Linked DNA regions of Oryza sativa: region 2 is linked to region 1. The links are chromatin contacts, called in public ChIA-PET maps. All regions are on one chromosome and are shown on one strand. The core of a region is the stretch at or near the end of the contact, and the rest is flanking DNA. Distances in the headings are between cores, read along the strand shown. Region 1 holds the start of LOC4337482 (peroxidase 12). Region 2 holds the start of LOC136351045 (cationic peroxidase SPC4-like).

Region 1 (5,295 bases), core at 2,198-4,697:
GGCGACGATGGCTTCACGGCATCTGCTTGACATCATCACGTCAAAAGTCTTGTGTTGTACAAGACTCGATCTTGTTCTTGATCTGAGCACTAGCTAGCCGTCTCGTGCGTGCATGATAATACTGCGTACGTACTTTGTAGTGCAGTGCGTCCCACGTACGTGACGTATAGTTTAATAAGAGTATCTTTAATCTGTTGAAGATGCCTTGGCTCGTCGTCAATCCTTTGAGGTACGATCGAGAGATGTTTGAGAATTATAATACTCAATCCGTTTCCAAATATTTGATACCGTTTAAATATTTGATACCTTTTACCACATGTTTGACCATTCGTCTTATTTAAAAACTTTTGTGAAATATGTAAAACTATATGTATACATATAAGTATATTTAACAACAAATCAAATGATAGGAAAAAAATAATAATTAATTAACTTTTTTAATAAGACGAACGGTCAAACATATTAAAAAAAGTCAATGGCGTCAAATATTTAAAAACGGAGGGAGTACTACCCCACTAGTCAGACATGAGTGTTGTGCTAAGGATAAGACCCCTTTTACATACAGGTGCAATATTGCACATGTTATTTTCATACGGCTTAAAATATTTATAATAGATAACATTGGTTATGATAACATAAATCTATACACAAACATGTAAAACTAAATTCGATTTACAACTATAATAAAATCAGGTAACGAATAGCACCTGTACGTGCAACGCAAGTAAAATTTGTCGTTATTGTTCTTTTATATGTAGATTAAATTTAAACTTGTATGTTTGTGTACTATCTTCATAATATATCTTAAGCTTTGCTGAATTAGGTGACGGTGGCAATAGAGAAAGGTTAGAGAGGCGGTAAGGACAGGTTTTGAGGGAAGGCCTCGGTGATGGAGGACCGGTGGTGGACAAGAATAGGAGGTAGGTAGCAAGGAGGGCGCCATATTAGCGGATCTCTTAGATGCCACTATGGTGTGGACTGGGTAGAGAGAGACGGCGTAGATGGAGGAGCGTAACTATTTGGACGAGTGGCCGGTGGCGGTGGGATTGTGTTGGGAGGATAGGAATGGGTTTGGTTGGTGTGTGCACGAAGCTCAATGGCATAAAATCGACTGATTCATTTGAAGAAACTCGGTCGCATGAAGGGCTTGCTTTTTTGGCTTTGCCGATTTGATTGGAGGTCATAGATATACCGAAATTTCTGAAATTCTATTCAAATTTTTAAACAAATATTATCAAAATTCATGAAAAATTAAAAAAAAGATGAAAAAATTTGCCGAAATAGTATCGTATCGGAGGGGTCTGAAATTTCAGAAATTTCAGCCCGAAATTTCCAGCCCTGGTCACATGATAGATAGACATCCTCTGTTTTTGGACTTTTCAAAGTCAATAAGATATATCTTTAGCCGCTTAATTCTTTGAAACATATCCAAATTACACTATTGTAACATTATGGAACCTTAACAAACATGGCTATATCATTCTCATATGCATAAAATTTACATTCTACATGTATGGATTCTAGAACAACATTCTTTTGTGGTTAGAGGGGTACAATATATTTGAATGCCAAAGTCTAAAAGCTATTTTGCTTTATATATATCCTTCATGTTACATATAATTTAGATTTTATATATGTACAGTCAGCTGCATGCGAATTCTATGCTTCAATTTTATCTAGCAAATCAGTTGACAGATAAATTAAATGCTCCATTTATTTCCCTATCGATTGCATCACTGAAAGTCACTTTACCCCTTAACAAATCTAGTCATTTTGGACTTGCAGCCACTAGCTATGTACTCCATGTCATCGCCGGATGGTGTCGTCTTGTAGCCACACCCCGGGTGGGGTCGGCAAAATCCACTGGTATGCATGATTGGAAAATTGTGGGTGTTTCCACAAGCCTAGAGTCATTGTAACCGTAATTTACATTAGCAATAGTACTCATCGTTGGTCACCAACTACAATTCTAGTGGACAGATGCACATGCCTGTTTGCAGAAAATGCCGGGAAACAACAACTTGACTTTTGGGTAGGAACGCATGCATCCAGCATCCTCTTGACTGACCAGATCGATTCACAGCATCTGGATTTACTAGTACAGAAAAGCACGTGTCCACGGAAAAAAATTGATACATTTGCCTAGCATGTGGGCATGTGGCAGGCACAATCCGGAAGACACTCCCTAAAGGCAAAGGATTCCATGGCGACCAAAGCCTCCTTGCAACAAACTCCCTCCGTCCTTAAAAAAAAATAGTACGTTTAGTTCACATTAAAATTAAAAATTCGGTTAAAATTGAAACGATGTGATAAAAAAGTTGAAAATTTGTGTGTAGGAAAATTTTGACGTGATGAAAAAGTTAAAAGTTTAAAGAAAAACTTTGGATCTAAACTCGGCTATAATATGGTATTGAATGAGATATTTTTTAGTACAACAAATCTATATTGAGCTTTGTACAGATTCGTTATAAAAACATCTCATCTAATACTAAATTGTTTTATTTTGGGACGGATGGAGCACACTATATATTGCACATCGTTTTATTGGTTGTTTTCCATTGATTTTTTTCCTCTCTGGACTGCTTTGTAGTTTGTACCACTAACTGGCTCGTGAAGCTTTAAAAAGAAGGAAAGAAAAGAAATGGGAATTGGGAGGTGTCTAATTGGTGGGGGCGTGCAACCGTAAGATAGAGATATCAAGCGCAATTAATTGCACCATCACCACTTGCTAATTGGATTTCTTTTCATACACTAGACCACTTGCTAATTAATTGATCAACATCATGGCCCACTGCAACGTTCTTCTTGCAATCTGGAGTCTTAAGATCCGAGAATCCATGCTGAAAAAAATATTTTATTAGTGTGACGACTGACATGTTTGAAACTATTAGAATTTGATTTATAAAATTGATATAATTAGATTTTTCGTTACAAAATCTGTTCATACAAATATAATCTTTGTATGATCTTGATGCAAAGTTATTAAATGGATTAGCCCAAGTCGTATTCTGGAAACCACAAGAAAATACAAAAATGTGAGGTTTAAAATAACAGAGGCAGTATTATTGTACAACACAAATTAAAGATGTGATGGTAACTAAAAGAAATGAGTCTAGCTGGTCAGCTTTATCTTTGTGAAAAAGTCAGCTTTATTTTTCTTTGAATATAGTTAACATACTGCAAGGTTAGGTGGTGATATATTAATTATTGATCTCTGCCTTTGATGTAGGCATATGCCTGCCTCCTGTGGATCAGATCGGGCTTGGACATAACAATTAATTAGAAACAGCAAACTGACATCTTGATAATGTGCTGGCTTGAGCAATCAAGCCACAATCCTAGACCAACATACTATGCACGTAGTAGGAGTATACATTATATTCCACTTTTCCACAAGATAGGGTCCAGTCCAGTATATATATAGGGCATGGAGAGATGGACCATTTGCAGGAGGCAGAGGTCGAGCTGAGAGTGATCGATCTTTGTTAGCTAGAGTGTTGAGCAATGGCGTCCAAGCTGGGTATGGTTGTGCTACTGATCTCGGGCCTCTTTGCTGCCCGTTGCGCGGCCGTGGTGACCACCGGCGAACCCGTCGTCGCCGGCCTCTCCTGGGGGTTCTATGACACGTCGTGCCCGTCGGTGGAGGGCATCGTGAGGTGGCACGTCACCGAGGCCCTCCGCCGCGACATCGGCATCGCCGCCGGCCTCGTCCGCATCTTCTTCCACGACTGCTTCCCGCAGGCACGTCCTACTACCATTTTACTCCAGTAGTTGCCGGTTCGGTTGATGCATGGTGCCTCCTTCTTACAGATGGCAATACATAAAAAAAAAACAAATTAAATACCGAGTTTTAGTAACTACAGTAGTATATTAACATAATTAATTAAGTGTTCAGGGGTGCGACGCGTCGGTCCTCCTGACGGGTTCCCAAAGCGAGCTGGGTGAGATACCCAACCAGACGCTGCGGCCGTCGGCGCTGAAGCTCATCGAGGACATCCGCGCCGCCGTACACTCCGCCTGCGGCGCCAAGGTGTCCTGCGCCGACATCACCACGCTCGCCACGCGTGACGCCATCGTCGCCGTACGTCTAATTCTTAATTAATAATGAACAGTCGGGATTTTTACTCAAGAACTGAACAAATTAACATATTTAATTTAATTACATTTACATGGCAGTCCGGCGGGCCCTACTTCGACGTGCCTCTGGGGCGGCGCGACGGGCTGGCACCGGCGTCGAGCGACAAGGTGGGCCTCCTGCCGGCGCCCTTCTTCGACGTGCCCACGCTCATCCAGGCGTTCAAGGACCGAAACCTGGACAAGACGGACCTGGTGGCGCTGTCCGGCGCGCACACCATCGGACTAGGCCACTGCGGCAGCTTCAACGACCGCTTCGATGGCTCCAAGCCCATCATGGACCCTGTGCTGGTGAAGAAGCTGCAGGCCAAGTGCGCCAAGGACGTGCCGGTGAACTCGGTCACGCAGGAGCTGGACGTCCGCACGCCCAACGCCTTCGACAACAAGTACTACTTCGACCTCATCGCCAAGCAGGGGATCTTCAAGTCCGACCAGGGCCTCATCGAGGACGCGCAGACCAACCGCACCGCCGTCCGCTTCGCCCTCAACCAGGCCGCCTTCTTCGACCAGTTCGCACGCTCCATGGTCAAGATGAGCCAGATGGACGTCCTCACCGGCAACGCCGGCGAGATCCGCAACAACTGCGCCGCTCCCAACCGCCGCTCCTCCGACCTCCTCAACGCTGCCGACGACGACCAAGGCTTCGCCGCCGACGCCTAATTAACTTATGGAGTAATTAGTGATCGTTTTATGTTTATGTTTTGTGCTAGTAATAATAATTAAGAGGATGCCATCTGCGCGTGGTGTTTGGTTTCCATGCATTCTCTGCTTAGTTAGAATGGTTTTGCTTCATAAAAAGTAAAGTTACTACTCGATTCCTCGGTCGGGACAGAGTAACTGCATGTCAAATGTATCATCATCATCAGTTAGTGCTACATCATCACAACTGTCTTTGTCACAGCATAAACCCAAAATTAATGTTTCCATCGTTCGGCATAGCACGACACTTAATCAGATAAAAACAAAACAAAGTGTAGTTTATTAAATTGCACAGCGCTGGCACAGGACCGGGAAGCATACGTGACACGAGTACGACTACTCAGAAGTCACTCACCCACCGGAGTTAAAGTGCATAACTAGATGCTCTGAATCTGGGACAAAAGGTAGATTGGTCAAAGTCGTCCACGTTTGCACACCATCACTAGTGTACACCAACGATGA
Region 2 (5,783 bases), core at 2,466-4,965, 35 kb before region 1:
CCGGCCAACCCTGCACGCCCGGGGGGGTGCGGGGTTAGCCCGAGCCCAAGACCTGACACCCGACCCCCACTAGGGGTAGAAGCGACGAAGGTGTTCGATGTTCCACGGGTTAGGCAGCTCTGTGCCGTCGCCCGTGGCCAGCCGAACGGAGCCCGGCCGGGGGACGCCGATCACTCGATACGGACCCTCCCACATTGGTGAGAGTTTGCTCAGTCCAGCACGTGTTTGGACACGGCGTAGGACGAGGTCGTCGACGCAGAGTGATCGGGCCCGGACGTGGCGCTGATGGTAGCGCCGCAGGCTCTGCTGGTAGCGCGCGGCTCGAAGGGCCGCGCGCCACCTTCGTTCTTCCAAGTAGCCGAGGTCAGGGAGCGTCGGCTTCCTTCTTTTGGTCGCTCGCAGGCCTCCCCTTTCGGGTGGCCAGCGAAACGCCTTCGAAGGCGAGGACATGACCCTCGTCGTCGGAATGGGCCGACCTCTTCTTCCTCCTCCTGTCCCGCCGCCCTGACCGAGCGGCGGACCCGAGGGCGGCCGAAGCTGCCACACCGGAACCGGAGGGGTTCCAAGTCCAGGCCTCCTCCTTGCGAGCCACTCGGTCCGCGAGCTGAAAAAGCTCCGCGGTAGTCTGGGGCTCTTTGGAGGCGATCTTTTCGAGCATGCGGTTGTGCCGCACACCCCCCCTGAACGCGTAGATCACCGCGTGTGCAGGGATGCATGGTATGGTGTTGCGGACTTGACAGAACCGCTGAATGTATAAGCGAAGTGACTCATCATCCCATCGCTGGACTGCATGTAAGTCCGCTTCTACACCTGGGCGCGGATATGTGCCTTGAAAGTTCATGGTGAACTGTTGGCACAAATCCTCCCAAGAGTGGACGGACACGGGTGGCAAGTTCATTAGCCAACCCCGCGCCTGTCCCTTCAGGGCCATGGGAAAGAAATTCGCCATGACCCTGTCGTCACCCCCGGCGGCCTCGATCCCGGTCGTGTAGACCTGGAGGAACTCGGCGGGGTTGACGCTCCCGTCATATTTTTCGGCGATGGTGGGCCGGAACCTTGGGGGCCAACGGACGTTCCGAAGGCTCGCCACAAAGGCTCTACAGCCGACACCACCAACCGGGGGCACGGAGGGCTGATCCCCGCGTCCGTGTTGATGTGACACTCCGGACGAGGAGGCGCCCTCCGTTGCGTGGGCAGCACGTCGGCCATTACACCGGCGCTCGATATCGATGCGGGCATCCGGCCCCCCACGCAGATCTTCCTGGGTCGGAGGCGCTGACGAAGGAGTGGCGGCCGAATGGCGAGCAACAGCCGCCGCTCGCCGCGCCCTCCGCCTTGACGATACGGAGCCGGTGGTAGCAGCGCCAGAGGTCTTGGTGGCGGAGGACCGCCCACCAGCACCTAGGCGCTGCCGTGCCGTCATGACCAAGTTGGCCACGTCGTCCAGCCAACGTTGGGCTGGAGACTCCGGGTCAGGGACAATGGGCGGGTGACGTAGGAGCGCGCCCGCAGCTTGGAGCGCGCCCTGGGGCGTGCTACCGTCGCCGTAGACGAGGAGGCGACGCTCCCCATCTCGCCGCCCTTCCCCATCACCCGTGGATGTCGAAGTCGTGGATCCTTCGACCCTCTCGAGCACCTCCTCCCGCCTAGGACTTTGGCGTGGAGGGGGCGGTGGAGTACGAGCTCGACGGCGTGGGTTTGGCTCCCCGTCGTCACCGCTAACACTCGGAGAGAGGTTGTGCGCCTTTGCTTGTTCGGCCATTGGGCTGAACAGGAAAAGCTTGGCGCACACGAAAGAGTGCGAGAGCTCAGAAGATCACTCGCAGAGCCCCCTACCTGGCGCGCCAGATGACGGAGCGTGGGGCTCCTCACCGGGAGACCGCGCAGGCCCCCTTTAGCCGGTTCGGCCGGGGGCTCTGGGTGAGGTTCTAAGCTCTTGGTCTGTGGAAAGTTCGCGAGAGTGGAAACACACAAGACACGGGCGATGTATACAGGTTCGGGCCGCTGAGAAGCGTAATACCCTACTCCTGTGTTTTGGTGGTCTGTGTATGAAGAAGCTACAAAGTGCGAGCCAGCCCCCGATCGTTCTGGGATCGTTTTTTCTTCTAAGTGGGCAAGGTCCTCCTTTTATATCTCAAGGGGATACCACATGCACCATCTCTCCCTCTCTTTCTTACTTGACTTCTCTTCATTAATGGACGGAGATTTGTATGGCTGCCGTCCGAATGACCTTCTGATGGGACGGCCCATACCTACCTCCACTTCCGCCGGAAGCAGGCGCGACGTGGGAACATGGCTGTCTGCTGACGACATGACCATTGTCTGACCGGTCACAAATCGGTCATTCTTGTCCACCACGTGTCAGTTTAACAATCTGCATGTTCGCCCTTCTTCATACAACATCTTGCCTGTAATGGTTAGGATGAAGCCTGGCATATATCTGACCGGAACCAACGTGCCATCTCCAGGAGCTAACACGCCGGTTCCGGCTAGGGACGAGTGCTTGGAGGCTCTCGTCCTGACGGGATGGGGCGAGGCGTGCGTCAGACCGCCTGTCGCCACCTAACCCACGATCTGACCGGTATATGACCGGTCACAGACCGGATAAACGAGCGCGCTGCACTGCGTTACATGCGGCGTGACGCGCTCGTCCAAACCGCAATAAATGCGGTTAGGTGAGCGCCGCTGCGCTCACCTAACCCATACACGCGGCGCAAAATCCACAAGGGGTCGGGGCGCCCCAGCCCTCGGGGCCGAGACGGGAGCGGTCCGACCCCTCGGGGAGACAAAGAGAAGGGCGGCCGTATCACCCTCGGGCCCGACCCCCCCGAGGGGGTTAGGCCACGTGGGTGATCGTGTCTGCCTCAAGTCTCTAAGTCATGATACTCCCGGTCCCATGTCACCGACAAATTGGATTCGGAATTGATCTCGACGATCGATCGCGGATTGAGATCTTGAGATGGCACGGACACTAGACAACAAGCAAAGAAACAAATTTCGCAATTAGGGTTTTTAAGAGATAATTTTCCCGCTAGGCGCCACGACGGAACGGGCGCTACATCTTATCTCTTCTTCCTCTGTCTCCTCCCTCATCCATCGAGCACCGAGCTCTGATATGGGCTCAACGAGGTGGCACCGGAGGAGATATACGCTTGGGTTCAATGAGCTAGCGATGCTAGGCAAGTCATCACCGAAAACAATTTGATGTACTTCGACATTCGCTGCAACTGCCGCTCGATGCCCTTCCACGATGACTTGGCCGCCACTGCCACACACTCGGCGGTGATGGCGTCAGTGAGCTCAAAGTTGACACGAGCTTAGCAGGGAAGCGAGGGCTAAAAAGAACGAGAGTGTTTGCGGTGAAGGGTGAGTGTAGAAGTAGGGACTGTTGATGCTGGTGTAGGGGAGCAGAGGTAGAGGCAGAGGCACATATAGTCAATGAGGCAGGCATGATGAAGGTAGAGGGAATATGGGGGAAGGGGGGGTGGTTGGCCGGTGCATCTCGTCGCCCCTGACCTGTGCATGTCTAGCTAGTAGATAAGATGGCGGCGACGCTTTCCATGATTCCCCGGAGTTAAGTCATTGTCACAAGTGATCGAAATCTAAAACATGGTGGATAAAGAGAGGAGGGAAATTAAGAGAAGGGGGCATGTGTAAAATGGATATTTCACATCAGTAGTCTGGCCTATCACATCACATAGACGAAAGTGGAAAGAAATCAGGGAAGCTTTTATTCTGGTGGGAAGAAAATGGAAAAAGAACCGTAAGAACGAAATTTAAAGAGCGACAAGTCGACAACTTATAAAAGCCACAAATAGTTGCCCAAATAAAGTAGTATAAACTTGAAAAAAAAATATTTATCAAGAGTGAGAGCAGAGAGCCAAATTAAGATGGCTGCAGCGAGGAGACTGCCCGTCCTGGAGCTGGTCTCCTTCGTCGCCGTCCTCCTTATCTCCTCACCAACAGCAGCAGCAGCCGAGTTGTCTGTGGACTTCCACGCGGCGTCGTGCCCGCCGCTGGAGGCCATCGTGCGCTCCTCAGTGCAAGCCGCGCTGCAGCAAGAGATCGCCCTCGCCGCCGGCCTCCTCCGCATCTTCTTCCACGACTGCCTCCCGCAGGCACGCACGCAAGAACATACTCCTATATTCGCACGTACGTACGAACAATAATGTTGTACTCAACTGAACATGCTGCATATGCATGTGCAGGGGTGCGATGCATCGGTGTATCTGAGGGGAGGCAGCAACTCAGAGCAGGGCATGGGCCCAAACCTGACGCTGCAGCCGCGGGCGCTGCAGCTCGTCGACGACATCCGCGCCAAGGTGCATGCAGCATGCGGCCCCACCGTCTCCTGCGCCGACATCTCCGCGCTCGCCACCCGTGACGCCGTCGTCGTCTCCGGGGGACCCTCGTACGCAGTGTCTCTCGGCCAAAAAGACAGCCTCGCCCCGGCCCCGGTGCGCCTCGTCAACCAACTCCCGGGCCCGGGCACCTCCAGCGTCCAGGCTCTCCTCGACAAATTCGGAAGCAAGGGCCTCAGAGAGGCCGCCGACCTGGTGGCGCTTTCCGGCGCCCACACCGTCGGGAGGGCGCACTGCGACTTCTTCCGTGACCGCGCCGCCCGCCAGGACGACACCTTCTCCAAGAAGCTGGCCGTGAACTGCACCAAGGACCCCAACCGGCTGCAGAATCTGGACGTCGTCACGCCCGACGCCTTCGACAACGCCTACTACGTCGCGCTCACCAGGAAGCAGGGGGTGTTCACCTCCGATATGGCGCTCATCAAGGACCGGATCACGGCGCCAATCGTCAGGCAGTTCGCCGCGGACAAGGCCGCATTCTTCAGGCAGTTCGCCAAGTCCATGGTCAAGCTCAGCCAGGTTCCGAGGACTGACAGGAACGTCGGCGAGATCCGCCGCAGCTGCTTCAGGACCAACGGACCACGCCTCGTCGACTTGGCCACCGGCGATGAGGCCGCTTCTCCTTGATATGGGTGGATCGATCGAGATCGTTGGCTCCGGCTGTACGACGACATGTCCACGGAGCGGCCCTCCATCCGTTGTTGATTAATTAGGGAGGTGGTTGACGTATATACGCTAGCTGATCCTGGTCTCGTTGGCCTGCACGAGTGCAGGCCTTGGCCCTTGGCTTTTGTTCGCTTAATTCGTTGTGTCCCTACCATAAGGGAGATAGCAGTGCGACCACCGCATTTGCTGCGCTTCCGTTGCCACCTGGACCAAGCTCCTCAAAGGATATATGCTTCACAGTAGTGCAAGTTATTTATTGTGGATCTCACTTGTAGATCCACTCCCACTTTTCATCTCCCCCTATATCCTCTCTGCCTTTCCCACCGCCGGAGGAAGACGAGGCGCCGGGTGAAGGAAACCGAGGTGACGGCGCTTGGCGGAGGAAGCTAAGGTATCGAGCGGAGACGGAGTCAGGCGGAGCGGCAGCAGCAGCTCAAGAAGTAGTGGCGCCGGGTGGAGGGAGCCGAGCCGTCGGGCCCATGCGGCGACGACACTAGGCGGAGCGGCGGCTAGATCCACCGGTGTACCACCCTTCCTCTCCTCCCCCAAAGCATCGGCGAGGTCGGCGGCACGGGTGTGGATCTGGAGGTGACGAGGGCGTCCCAAGCGACGAAGGCAACAGCTCGACGTCGGCGCCACCTCACCTTCTCTCCTCTTGACGCGACGCCGGCACAACTATATCAGGGGATGAAGAGGACAAGAACAACGGCAACGTTTATCCCCTCTCCCCACCTTTTTCACCCCTCCTTCGTCTGT

What was found. ChIA-PET counts read pairs in DNA pulled down with a chosen protein or histone mark.
Region 2: a contact with region 1 is called in an H3K9ac ChIA-PET map of seedling, with 4 times the contacts expected there. The contact joins the promoter of LOC136351045 here to the promoter of LOC4337482 in region 1. A contact is called at or near these places in 3 of 4 datasets of contacts at active chromatin or transcription factors (leaf and seedling).

What each region holds. Positions count from the first base shown.
Region 1 is chr4:35,707,522-35,712,816 of ASM3414082v1, reverse strand. It overlaps LOC4337482 (peroxidase 12), which reads left to right and starts at 3,447. Exons shown (of 3, transcript XM_015780055.3): 1 at 3,447-3,741; 2 at 3,896-4,081; 3 at 4,177-5,032. The coding sequence starts at 3,505. The coding sequence ends at 4,794. LOC4337483 (cationic peroxidase SPC4) reads left to right here. Exons shown (of 3, transcript XM_015780054.3): 3 at 1-201. The coding sequence ends at 30.
Region 2 is chr4:35,742,409-35,748,191 of ASM3414082v1, reverse strand. It overlaps LOC136351045 (cationic peroxidase SPC4-like), which reads left to right and starts at 3,715. Exons shown (of 2, transcript XM_015780057.3): 1 at 3,715-4,118; 2 at 4,209-5,314. The coding sequence starts at 3,891. The coding sequence ends at 4,988.